2 separate regions of the Sus scrofa genome follow, and region 2 is linked to region 1. The links are chromatin contacts, called in public Hi-C maps. All regions are on one chromosome and are shown on one strand. The core of a region is the stretch at or near the end of the contact, and the rest is flanking DNA. Distances in the headings are between cores, read along the strand shown.

Evidence for each region. Hi-C and Micro-C count contacts between places; a contact is called where the count stands out from the background.
Region 2: a Hi-C map of liver shows a contact between it and region 1, with 5 times the contacts expected there. The contact joins two enhancer-like sites. A contact is called at or near these places in 4 of 47 Hi-C or Micro-C datasets (epiblast stem cells and liver) and 1 of 2 datasets of contacts at active chromatin or transcription factors (skeletal muscle).

What each region holds. Positions count from the first base shown.
Region 1 is chr8:32,575,256-32,582,136 of Sscrofa11.1, reverse strand. All of the region lies in intron 2 of LIMCH1 (LIM and calponin homology domains-containing protein 1), which reads right to left. Among named protein-coding and RNA genes, the nearest start is that of LIMCH1, 150 kb to the right of the region's middle. Within about 2 kb of position 2,201, at least 14 of the 83 cell types and tissues checked have an H3K27ac peak or open chromatin away from gene starts, as enhancers often do. A contact at or near this core is called in liver, where this site is marked.
Region 2 is chr8:32,710,163-32,717,044 of Sscrofa11.1, reverse strand. LIMCH1 (LIM and calponin homology domains-containing protein 1) reads right to left here. Exons shown (of 35, transcript XM_021101157.1): 10 at 648-874; 11 at 573-645. Among named protein-coding and RNA genes, the nearest start is that of PHOX2B, 130 kb to the left of the region's middle. Within about 2 kb of position 2,339, at least 8 of the 83 cell types and tissues checked have an H3K27ac peak or open chromatin away from gene starts, as enhancers often do. A contact at or near this core is called in liver, where this site is marked.

The DNA of each region.
Region 1 (6,881 bases), core at 952-3,451:
AAGGCCCTGGGCAATTGGACCTGCCGACTTTTCTTCTCCATCTACCCTCATCTCGTATCATCATCCTCCCTGTTTGCGACATTTTCACCAAGTAAGCCTTCTTGCAACTCCTCTAACACCTCAAGGAGTTCAAATGCGTTATTTTCTCAGCTAGAACATGTTTTCCTCCCTATGTGTATCTCTCTTTCTTCTTTCCTGGCTAATTTCTGCTCTTTGTTCAGGTCTCCACCTAAAGGCCACTTCCTCAAGGGAACACGAAGTTAGTATCTCACATAGGCTCAGGATTTAGATCCCGGATCCAATTAGGGCACCCCTATTACATGACACTACGGCAGAGTTTACTTTTTTTTTTTTTTTTTTTTTTTTTTTTTTTGTCTTTTTGTCATTTCTTGGGCTGCACCCGCGGCAAATGGAGGTTCCCAGGCTAGGGATCCAATCGGAGCTGTAGCCGCCGGCCTACACCACAGCCACAGCAACAGCAACGCAGGATCCGAGCCGCGTCTGCAACCTACACCACAGCTCACGGGAGTGCCAGATCCTTAACCCACTGAGCAAGGCCAGGGACTGGACCCGCAACCTCATGGTTCCTAGTCGGATTCGTTAACCACTGAGCCACGACGGGAACTCCCATAGTTTACTCATCTTTATAGGAACTTGCCACACCTGGAAGCAGCTTCTTAAAAAGGCTAGTTGGATGAAGAAAAAGATGTCTCTCTCCCCCCCACCCGGCAGATCTCCTCTATGTTTGCCAAACAAAGCATCCTCATTCCTGTCCCCAAACTTCACTCTGCTTTTGTCCCTTCTCTTTCCCTCAGCCTACTCTCATCTTAACTAAAATTCACTTGGTGTAACAGCTCTCCAATAACTGTTTCCAAAACTGCAACAATCTTTGGAGGATAATGTGAGAAAAAGAATGTGTGTGTGTGTGTGTGTGTGTGTGGGTATCTATATATGTATGACTGGGTCACTTTGCTGTATAGCAAAAATTGACAGAATATTGTAAATCAGCTATAATAGAAAATATAAAAATCTTTAACAAAAATAATAAAAATAAAACTACATAAACCCTGGAAAAAAAACTACAACAATCTCCCCTTATTTAACTTCTTATCAAAGCTTAGGAATTCAACTTAGGTCACTTCTTCATTGACTCATACACTGGTTTTCACTGTAACAACTGCTTTGTCTGTATGTTTAGTCCTCAAGCACATTATAAATCTCTCGAAGATCAAGGATCAAGCCTTCCATTCCCTTTTTATGCCCTTCAGTGCCTGATGTAGGGCCGTGCAGGACATAGTTGATATCCAATAAGTCCTCCAAAGGACAAAAAGTCTCCAAGGAAAGCTATGCCATCAACTCCCAACCCGTCCGGGAAGAAGGGCGCATGTCCATGGCACACCACATCTTATGTCGAAATCAGGACAAGAATCTAAGACAAGCCCTCCTCCTTAGAATAAGCAGCTCATTCATCAGCGATGATATAAGCAAGTGTTTGCCAACAGATTTCTTATCTTCAGAAAATTATTTCAGCAACATAAGAACCGGGACAAAAATCCACTAAGACATTCTTTATTGGTCACTCATTTGCAGACCAACATACTTGGACTTTGCATTCCACTAAAATGTGTTTGCAGAAGAAAACCCAGACGTTTGCCTCTGCGACCCCTAAGAAGATAGAGCTAGAACGGAGGATCTTACATGTGAAGAAAGAAATACTTCCATCCTCTGAACTCCCAGTCTTCAGGAATGGGATCATTCTTCATGTAAAATTGTATGTGTGTGGGGGTGGGGTGGGGGGGAGTGAGATGGGAGTCAAAGGAAGGAAAGGAGAGAAGGGGAGAAGGTAGAAAGCTAGAGGGTAATATTGATGATGACAGCAAAGACTGGGAGAAAGTTAAGGTCACTGGTGATTAGATTGCCTGGGCAGAACTCTTACTAATGGTCTCAGTTTATCCAACAACTCTTTGTAACAGCTGTATTATGCACCAGACCCGTGTCCAATGGGGCAAATCCAAAGATAAATAGAAGAGGTCTTTAGGAAGCTTTCGATCTGGTACAGGAGGCAGTTGTGGGACAAGGTGATAAGCACTAGCACAGAGGGGGTCCAGGTATTTAGCTGCCGCAGAGAGACCCACTAACTCTGCCTGGAGGGTTTTGGAACAGCTTCCCAGTGAAAGAAATCACAACAGACTGGAGGGAGCAGGAGGAAATGACGTCACCCCAGAGGTCAAGGCCACTGTTTTCAAAACAATCGCTCTAGGCCTTGAGCTCTGCCAGCCAAAGTTCATTATTCACAGATGATCAAGTTTGTAAGGGACCCAAATGTTCTTGCCCAGCTTTTGATCACAGGCCGAGCCAGAGAAGCTGGAAAGTAAACTCCCAACTGGTTCATCCTGTGGCTTGCTGGCAACCTGGTGAGAGAGCTGATGGGTGTACAGCGACCCAGAGTTGCATGGACTGTCCAGAGTTGCATGGACTGTGTCATTCTTATAATTGACGTTGGGATTATTTCCAACAATAAGAATAAAAAGAGCGAGAGATCCGGAGTCCCAACCTAGTGCCAGACACTGCTGAATACTTTACATCTTCTCTCCCTGGCCTGCCTCAGGGAACTTACACGGAGGAATCGTCCCCATTTCATGGACAGAAGGAGAAAGTGAACACATAAGTGCCTCTTGTGTTCCAAACACTCAAGAGTTTTAAACACATTATCAGTTAATTTACTCCTCTGTACGACCCAATGAATTAGGCACGACGACATTCGACATTCACACTGGAGGCAACTGGGGCTCAAGGAGGTGGAGTAATTTGCTTGAGGACACACCGGAAGTGAACCTAGGATCTGGACTGTCCACTAGGTCGAAGCATAGGAAATCCCGTGATCTGTTTTTGCTCTACCCATAAACGTCACAGGACGCAAGCTAGGAGTTCCCAAATCCATTCACTTTCCACTATGCTCTCCATAGAAGGACTTAAACTGGCTTTTGTTAAACATATACATTTGGACAAAAACTAGAAAGAAAGAAAAGGGTGGGGGTGAAGATGAGAAACCAAACCACCGAGAAGAAGGTAGAGCATATATCCTACAACCAGATACAAATATCATTACCAGTTTGCTATACTAGCTTTCTCTCTTTCTATATGTACCTCTCTTTCCTGGACTATTTGCATAGAGCTATAGGGTATATGGATAAAAATCATTACATTATTCTTATCGCTTTTCTATACACATAAATTTTTTTCAAAATAAAAAAGGAGGGGGTGGGGCTTGTTAAAAAAAAACTCCTGAGAAAACCTTTTTTGAAAGGGTATTTGATTTACCCAAAGAGCACTTTGCACTGCCCAAACGCAACTACTTGACTTCATGCAGGCAAACAATTTACAACAAAAATTAAACCCGTAGTCCTAATGAGCTGGCAAATTTTTTCTAAAAAGGACCAGGTAGTAAAGATTTTAGGCTCTGCGAGCCCCATACAAACTCTTGTCTTAATTTGTTTTGGTTTTTGTGACAACTCTTTAAAAATGTAAAAACCATTCTTTGGGAGTTCTCATTGTGGCTCAGCGGATTATGAACACAACTCGTATCCATGAGTATGTGGGTTCGATTCCTAGCCTTGCTCAGTGGGTTAAGGATCTGGTGTTGCAATGTAGGTCACAGATGTGGCTCGGATCTGGCATTCCTGTAGCTGTGGTGTAGGCAGGTTACGGTAGCTCCACTTTGATCCCTAGACTGGGAACTTCCATATGCCGCCCTAAAAAGGGAAGAAAATAAATAAAAATAAAAATAAATTAAAACCATTCTTCACAAGAAGGAGGACCTGCACAAAAATAAGCCAAGGGCCAGGATGTGTCAACTCCTGATAGAGATGGAATTCCATAGAGCTCTATCTATGTAATAAAGTCTTAGCCAGGAAAACAGGTCAGAATCCTTCCTTTCAGGAATTATTTCACAAGTCTATCTGATCTGGGTGCGGGGACATAGATGGCAGGCATCAGGGGCTCCACGCTGGGAGCAACTTCCCTGGGGAAGGGTCTTTGCAGCCTTCCTTTTAAACTCTTAAGTCGCCAAGTACACAACACACTAGTCACTTAACGTTTCTAACAGCATGACACGTGTCACACTTGTTGCAGCTTTGTTACACTTTGACCCCAGACCTTTATTTAATGCTCAGCAGAGAGCTTAGGTCATGCGTGCATTTTAACCTCCTAAACGTCAGCTACACAGATTCGGCAAAAACAAGAGGAAGAGAGAGTTGGCTATATAGCAAAAACACATCTCCTGTAATTCTATTTGGCACATGCACTCTATTTTCTTCTTGCTGTTATTGTAAGTTATGCATGTTTGCATAAGTATTGCTGTATACAGGGGTGCAAAAGCAAGGGCACCAGCAAAATGAAAGAGCATTTCATAGGCAAAGTGAAAGAGTTCCCCAGGTGATTCTAGTCAATTTTTTTTTTTTTTGATCTTTTTGGGCCACCCCAAGGCATATGGAAATACCCAGGCCAGGGTTTGGTCCAATCAGAGCTACAGTCACCAGCCTACACCACAGCCAGAGCAATGCCAGATCAGAGCCCATCTACACCTTACACCGCATCTTGCGACAACGCTGGATCCTTAATCCACTCAGCGAACCCACATCCTCATGGATACTAGTCAGGTTCTTGATCCACTGAGCCACAACAGGAACTCCCTTAATTTCCACCTTATATGCTGTCTGTCGGTGCCAGTCTTTTCTCTCTCCCATCTCTGCTGTCTTTACTACAAGTCCACCAACCTCGTTTGTCTCCATCAAGTTTTGACGGCTCTTACCTACGAAAACTAGACCCTTATGTTTTCCACTGACCATAGCCTCCTACCCCCTCAGCTCATGAGCTCACTTGCACTGGACTTGCCATCTTATCTTAAGAGGGACCACCAGACCCTTGATGCTTACATTTTTCCAAGACCACCAACCTGGCTCAGCCCTTCTTCTTGCTCTGTCCAGGGGAGACCCCGTGGTTATCTTCTGTACTGCCCTTCTCAACACTCTGGGTTTTCTAGCACCCACTCCATCCCTCTACCGACCCCCAAACTCTTGCTTTTCTCTCTCATTAAAATCCCAACTCCAGACATAGGACAATGACTAAGAGCAAAAGCAATCGGACTTCTGAACTGAAATCTTTCTTATCTGGTATAACCTTAGCCAAGTTATTGAATCCTCTGTGCCTCAGTTGTTTGCTCTGTAAAATGGGTATATAATAGGCCTCCTAGGCCACAGGTAAGCTCAGAACCAGGCTGATAAGAGGAAAACCAGGCCTAGAAGGTGCCCTTCTATTTGAGAAGAACTATGAGGTTTTCCTGTATTTTTTTTTTCCCACGCCCATAAATAACTCAGGAAACCTTTATTGAACAAAGAGCATGCATGGTTTCTCTTTGCTGCTGCAACCAACATTTAAAGCCAGTCCAACCAGAAGAGCTCAACTGCCAGTTTTCAAAATTTGAAATTATAGAGAGTTCTGATGTTTTTAAGTATTGCTAGATGGGTGGCAGTCGTGAGTTAGAACTTCTAATCACCAGCATCCACAAAACTCTCTCTGGGCCTTGACGGTGATGCGGTCTTGGGCATCCGCATCTGCTCTCCAAAGACAGGCATTTGAAACCAGCATGGATCTGCTATCTGAGAAGCCTCACTTGCCTGAGTCTCTAAACTGACTTTCCTGCCTTTTGGGCCCTGCCCTCAACCAAACCCATGCCTAGAACAGTGCGAGACCCCTTCCTTGCCAGAATGTTCTCTGGATATGAGTCTCAGAAAATACACTTGCTAATCTCAGTGCGTGGCAGCCCCAATCCTAGGTGTGCCCCGCCCCGACCCGAAAAGAGAGGGAGAGTTTCTCCATCCATCCTGACAGGCAGTGCGAACTGCTCCTGGGTCACACTTTTGTCGGTCATTGCTCTGCGGCCCTGGACTTAGACCTTTGCATCTGGTTTGTCTGGCTGCAGATCCAGCTTCTCTCCAAGGCTCCAGCAGCGGCTTGTGCTCCTGGCTTTCCTCGCCTCAGGCCATCAGTGCAGTTGGTCCCACTTTTACAAACTGTGTTGGGGCTGCCAGATGGAGTCCCACGGAGAAGCCCAGACGTGACCCTGGTCCTCAGACTCCTTCAAATACACCAGTGGGTCTAATCCTCTGTGGTTAGAGGAGTCAGACAACAATTCATTTGTCTTGGGTTTTGTCCTATCTACCCAGACAGTAACATCTGTCTACATCCGGTGCGCTGGACACATCCCTCAGCTCCACCCTCAGCCCATCCGCAGTCAAAACCTTTTATTTACTTAAAGAGGCTCCTGGCTGTAATCTGTGCCTCTGTGCCGTCTTGCCATGGCCTGGACCAAAACCCCACCTCTCCAGCTCTAAACAACCCCAACATTCACTGATGTGTTTGTAAAAGGCCAATGGTTAGTGCCCCTCCACACATGGGAGATGCCATCCTCCAACTCAACATCTTCATCTCTGGAAGAAGCCAAGTCCATGTGGGCAGATGTCTCTGGATCCAGAGCCTTGTCTTCAGACGAGCCCACCTAACCCAAAGGCAGGCAGGCAGGTGCTAGGACTTCATGACAGATTCATCATATAGCAGAGGGGTGGATGCGTGTAAGAATCTTTGGGGCATATGTTAGGTAAACAAGACTTGGTACCAAAGATTCCACTTCAACAGACTGAAGAGAACAGGATGCACATAAATTAGATCAGATTCTGGCTAGTCTGCTAACATCAGGAGAGGGCTCAGCCCAGAATCACTGGAGAAGCAGGTGTTAAACATGAGGCAAGTGTTTGGAGCCTGTCTGAGCTTGTCTCCATGAGATGCTAAACTAATTATGGTTTTCCTAAGAGATGAGTTCTGAC
Region 2 (6,882 bases), core at 1,090-3,589, 130 kb before region 1:
GATTTGTTAACCACTGAGCCTCGACGGGAACCCCATATTTGAGAAGTTTTTTGGATGAGAAATCTCTTGTCAGATGGCTGGGTGGTTGTGGTGGAGTGAGAGAAGAAATGGAAAGCCTCCTTTTTTTTTCCCTCCTAACATCTGAAAGGTGCTAAAAAGAGAGAAGAGCTCATCCCTAAGGAATAACTATGATTTCTGTCTGCAATGAATGGACTGAAGCAGCCTTGAAGGTGGCTGTTCTCTGATCAGCAATGGCCTGTGTTTATTTACCCCAGTAATGCCAGTCTATGACACCAGCACCTGTATGTGTGATGTGCCCAAATACAGCACATCTGCACACCGAAGCTCTGCATTTATGGGGTGAATTCAGCTCTACTTTGGACACGGCCACTCCCCTGCCGTCTGCACTTCCTTCCGGGAGATTGGATACCTGGAGTTGGAGTTCCACCTCAAAATAAACCAAGACTAGTCATTATATGCAATTAGGGCTGGAAAGAAAGGAACGGGGGTTATGATACAAATCACACTTGCCTAATTCTCCTCTCTCTCTCACACACACACAGAGTGCACACCTTTTATGTTCTAGATTTTTCTTTTCTGAGATTCCCTTCGAGAGCTGTTTGCTGCCGTCTGATTTCTCTGCTCTTTTTTCCGGTAAGGACCATAGAGAAGCTGATTCAGTGGCACCATTGGCTTGGTCTGGTTCATCCTGGCTCTTCTGGCAGCAAAGTCATCTTTCTCCAGATCCGGCAGTCGACATGCAACTTCGTCTTCTGATTCTGGATCTTTGCCACTTTGGTGGACCAGGAAAGGGTTTTCTCTGCGAAGGATAATGTCTCGAACAGCTTCTCTCTCGTCACTTAATTGCTTTTGACTGATAGAGCAAAATGAAATGGAACTCCACATGTGATCAGACCAAAACAGTTTCTAAATCCCCATCTCCAGGCAGACAGCTGTCTTGTTAGTGAAAGACAGTGAAAGATCTTCTCAGTTTTGTTAGGCCGGATGACATCCATTTACTGTTAGGCCATTGACATCCAGAGTGGCAGCATCGTTAGGGCGGGTTTCAAAACCTTGACTTCAGCCAGCGACTAGCAATACTAAAAAATTCATTTAATTCACAGGGCCCCATCAGCATCAGAAAGACAGGATCCTAAATGGCTCTGAAAGGAACAATCCAAATTCTTTTCATGAAATTGGGAAAAGTAGGAAGCATTTTGTTGTTATTTTTTTCTTTAGCATATTAGTAATGCACCCAATGGGTACTCAACTGATTTTGACTGACAGGGCAGAAACTTGCGCCATCAGGAAACAGATCTGGGGGAATGCAGTTATGCGACAGCACACCTAGAATGTGTACCAGATGGCAAAATGTAAGTAAGGACGGTCTTTCTGCAGAGCTGGGCTAATCTGAAACATCTAGAACGGTTTATGACCATTTGTAGGCTGGAACCTAGGCACAAAAGCTCATTTGCCCTGCACCCTCCCATCAGCAACTTTTTATTCCATCTTTTACCACATGCCTCTCCAGCCCCCAGCTCTTCCTTGCCATACGCTAGATGTTAAATACGTTGTGTTAAGGAATTTTGCCAAAATGTTTACTTAGGATTATTTTCATTTTCAAAGAAATCTCAGAGGCCCCAGATGTGAAATTCTTAGAGAAGTGCAATTTAATGGTGGAATATCAGCTTTTTATGCTTTGTTTCTTACTTCTGTTGGGGGTAGAGTAGGTGGGAACACAGCTGATGGCACCTATCTGGTGTTCAAACAAACTCCTTCCCCCTACTCCTAAGATCAGCCTTGGTCTAAGTCATAGTAAAGAAAATAAAACTTTAGAAAAATCATCTTCTCGGTTCATCGAGATGAGAAGTAAACAAAACATCTTGACTTCTGAAGAAAGTTCACCTACTTTGTATCCAATTTCTGAGAGAGGATTAAGAGTAAATTCTTCATGGTCCAGGGATAGTCATCTCAAAAATGAAGGCAGGAGGAATTAGGCTGTCTAAGAGTAATACGATCAAGGAAATGCTGTCTACTTTAGTTGACCAGATGGCCTGGTGCTGCTGTCAGCTTAGGATGACAGCAAGCCCTCACTCCATCTGGCTTTTGGAAAATCAAACCATCATTAGTCATGCCCAGAAAACTCCTTCTCCTTGCTGACCATGGAGAGAAAACTGCATAAAAGTTTAAATCCTGGAATTTAGAGGTGGAGGATGGTCCTTTACTCCTTGAATAAATTTATTTCTTAAAATATGAAATCCTGCCCTTTGAGTTGCACTCCTGGCTCTTGGTCTCTTGCCTGGCCACTCCTGGACTCACTCCACTCATGCTCACCCTTCTCCCTGGCTCCTTAGCCAATGTTTCTGGCAAGAACGAACTGGTATTGGTTGGTTGTTGATGGTTTGTGACCATAAAGAATGGTCAGTGGGAAATGATAGGCCACTAAATGAATCTCTTTGCAAATGCATTATTTCAAGCACACTGATGATGACAAAGAAGGTGGCTAACCGTTACAGAGCGCGTGCCACGTGCTGCAAGTCCTTCTAGCTTTAATCCGTTTGGCGCCAATACTAGCCTTGCAATGTCATTGTCATTAGCATCTCCATTTTACAAACTATAGACATGGTCCCTGAAAGTACAGTCCTAGCATTCCATTTTATAGGGTGGAAACTTTGATTTGGTTAAGAAATCTGCCCAAGGTCAAAGCGCCACTGCTGCAGTTAAAATTCAAACCCAGGCAGTCTGGCTCCAGAGGTCCTGTTCCTAACCACTCAGTATTCATTAAACAAAGAGCACGGTCGGGAACAGTTTTGAAAGCAGAGCGTCATACCAAAAAATAAGGCATTATCATTACTATGGAAGTAGGAGAAAGAGAAGCATTTTGGTTACTAAATAAAGGGATCCTGTGAGTTGTGCTTAGAATGGGGTTGTGATTTGCATTCCTGGTTACAGACAGCGATGTTCAGGCAGGATTAATGACAGTGGAATGCTAACTAATCATACCTAACAATGCTTGCACAGCACTTTACAGTTTACAAAGCCCTTTCAAACTCATTATCTCATCTCAGCTGATCCAGCTCCAATTCCAGTAAAGGAGCAAACCCTGAGCTTGAAACTCTTTAAGTCCTAAAGCAACACTCCTTCCATTTTTTGACCAGGGGTCCTGGGTTTCAATTTCCCCTAATTCAAGCAGAATTCTATGGACTAAAACATATGCATTTATGCAAATGACCATGCCAATTTGTGATGCCAATTTGAGCAGGGAGAATCTAGCGCCTTCTACATCATGGCAGTCCAGCCAGGCTACAAACTCCCTGGGGTGTTTCTTTTTAGGCTAAATGCCCAGCCTGGCAGGACTGGTTTCAAGTGATCTCAATTTAGATATGTGGACTTAAAAAGGGGGTGGTGGTGAAGAAATCTTTCCATATCATTGGCCACTTGAAGCCACTCCCTGCCCACTTGAAAAACGATCATGAGGACTGATTTTCTGCTAATTGCCGGAATCCTGTAAATTCAGAGCTTCAAGGCAGACTCAGAGAAAAAATATAATGATACAAATTCTGGGCTGGCACTATTGGTGATGAAGTAATGAATAATGTGAATAAGGCAGATATGTAGGAGTGTGTACACAGGTGTCTAGTAAGCAAAATATTTAAATGACTTTTATAATGTACTTTTCTTTTTCCTTTCAACAACCTGAAGGGCAGCCTACTGCGAAGCTTCAGGATAGTCCACTTTATTTTTCAATAATTACAACTCTCTGAACAGCTAATATATTCCAGATACACTAAAACTTTTATGACGATCCTGTAAGATTAGTCATTCCCTTTGCAGAAGGGAATGTTGAGGTTTCTAGTTCCGGTCATCTGAACTTACGTGAAGCAAGTAAATTTAAGTGGCAGACCCTGGCTGGCTGGTTTGATATTCCTGGGGAGGTTTGGCACTTTTATTTTGTCTGAGTCATTCAAAGATGAGTTGTCTTAGGAAGAGGAAGTTGCCCAGTGGGCACAGCTCGCTGCTTTACTTAGAAAGAATATAGTCCACTGTGAAATGAGAAATGCCCAGCCCTGCTTCCACCCTGGCAACCCTGTCCTAAGACAAGTAAGGCTATCTTGGTAGGAGGGACTGTGGGCTCTGAGCAGGTGAGCGGAAAGAAAAACTCTTGTCTCAAAGTTTCCAAGGCTTATCTATTTCAAAGCAAATGAGATAATGATTTAAAACTAAGGAGGAGTTGGCATTTTCTTTCACCCCCTTTTTACTTGGCAACACACAGGCAGCCATCTCAGACTGGCAGGCAGTTTGTTCTATTGAAAGAAACCGGGCTCTCCAGAAAAGCCTGTTAGGCCCCCTGGGAATGTCACAGGCAACACCAGAAAGCTCCCTGTTCACTCAGGGTCCAAACAAGGCAGCTACATCCAGAGTCCCAAAGGTTCATGCAAGTGACACGTCTGCCTGGACCCGGATCCCCAAGACTCTGTTCAGCAATGTTAGCGACACAGACATCTGGTAAGGACAGAGGGTGAAGAATACGTGTCTGGCACTTGGCTGGATCTGCTCTTCCTCTAAAGATGTCTAAAATGTCTATTGTTCCTTGGAGGGTTTCTTTCTCCCTCTGTAATTAATTACTATGTGCTTGAGAAGATCCACAGACTAGCAGAAAAGACTGAGTGCTGAAACATATGAAAACAATTAGAAAAGAAGTCCAATCACGTGAAACCTATAATTCAGCCCAAGAAAAAGTTTACTTCTCCAATGGGAAACACCAAGTCAGAGAACTCAAATCTCCGTGGCATTTTAATTCAGGGGAAGGGAATCTTGGTTCTTATTTTATCCTCTTAAACACAGAAATGTTGGCTTCTTTGGCCGAGTCCCATATTTGAGGGGGGGAGCGGTAATTAAGCTAGCTTCATCATAAACGAAAATAGAAGGAAAAGTCGTTCCTGCACTTCTGACTTCAGTGGCAACTCTAATAAATATTAACTCCACGTATTTATGAAGAAGAGCTATTTCTGTCCCTTGGTGCTAAGGTACCTCCTAATATCTTCTTTGATAGAAAGTTTGGGATTTCTCATGTGACAATGGAATAACGCGCACTTTTGCTCCTTCTTACATATTGTATTAAAAATAATTCAAGGAGGCCTTTGAGGATACTTGGGAAACAGCAACAAAAAACCAGCCTACAGGAGTAAAGCCTTCCTCGTCATTCACATGCCCCCTTTCTCACCTATGCCTTGTACTCTCACCATCTCTGCAAACACACACTTTCCAGGCTAAGAAATGGACCACAGGAAGTATCCTGGGGCCCCTTGTTGGGTTTCGGGATGTGGTGGCCAGAATTCATCTGGATGGCAAAGAGAGGAGACTGAGGTTCAAATGCTTTAAGAGACATTGGCAGGAGTTCCTGTCGTGGCACAGTGGAAACGAATCCGACTAGGAACCATGAGGTTGCAGGTTCGACCCCTGGCCTTGTTCAGTGGGTTAAGGATCCAGCGTTGCCGTGAGCTGTGGTGGAGGTCGCAGATGCAGCTCGGATCCTGCGTTGCTGTGGCTCTGGCGTAGGCTGGCAGCTGTAGCTCTGATTAGACCCCTAGCCTGGGAACTTCCATATGTGGCAGGCACGGCCCTAAAAAGCAAAAAAAAAAAAAAAAAAAAAAAAAAAGAGAGAGAGAGAGACATTGGCATATTTAAGTGTTTTACATTTTAATTTTCCAGGCACCAAGAATCCTTTTCTTCTTCATGATATGCATTTCATTCCAGTTATGTGAATTTCTGCCACATTAAAAGCAGGACCCTGAATGTGGATAAACTTAGAATGATTCTCGGCTCTGTTGTGGGCTGCACAAAGTCAGCAACAAGGACACAGACAGGCTAGTAGCATGGTCTGTATAAGCTTTTATGAGAGACCTAGCAGCTGAAAAATCTGTCTAACAAATGAATTCTGGGTGTTTGGAGCAGCTGTGTTTTGTCGATATTGGGAACATTCGCTGGGAACATACATTCTATCCATTTTTTTTTTTTTTTTTTTTTTTTTTTTTTTTTTGGTCTCCCCTCAGCATATGGAGTTCCCAGGCCAGGGATCAGATCTGAGCCACAGTCTCGACTCAAGCAGCAACTGTGGCAACACCAGATCCTAAATGCACTGTGCCTGGCAGGGGATTGGAACTTGTGTCCCAGTACTCCCAAGATGCCACTGATCCCACTGTGCAACAGCGGGAACTCTCTAAACTCCACTTTAAATGCTAAGTCCGTAGCTCCAAGGTGCAGACATTCGCTGACCTGCACATTTCCACTTAGTATAGCTAACTTAGACAAAACATGGCAAAAATGAAGCCAGATAACAGGAATATGGACAGGAGAAGAATTAGCATAGAAACATGCTATTCATCAACTAGACTTACATCTGTAGACTAACCATGATTCTATGGGAGTTTTTTGTGTGTGCTTTTGTTTTTTGTCTTTTCTAGGGCCGCACCCAAGGCATATGGAAGTTCCCAGGCTAGGGGTCTAATTGGAGCTATAGCTGCTGGCCTTCACCAGAGCCACAGCAACGTGAGATCCGAGCCACATCTGCAACCTCCACCACAGCTCACGGCAACGCTGGATCCTTAACCCACTGAGTGAGGCCAGGAATCGAACCCAAAACCTCATGGTTCCTAGTCAGATTCATTAACCACTGAGCCACAAGGGGAACTCCTGTGTTTGTCCATAGAATGGAAGTTGGCATAAAAGACTTCACTGCTCTATTAGAAAATAAGCTTCCCAGTTACTGAGGAGGCATAGTGTGCCCGTGGAATCGCCAGCCTTTGCCCAGGCTCTTCTTTTTTCTATGGTACCACAATTCCTGGGTGTGCTGAATTCTCTCAAAGTTTCTCCCCAATCACT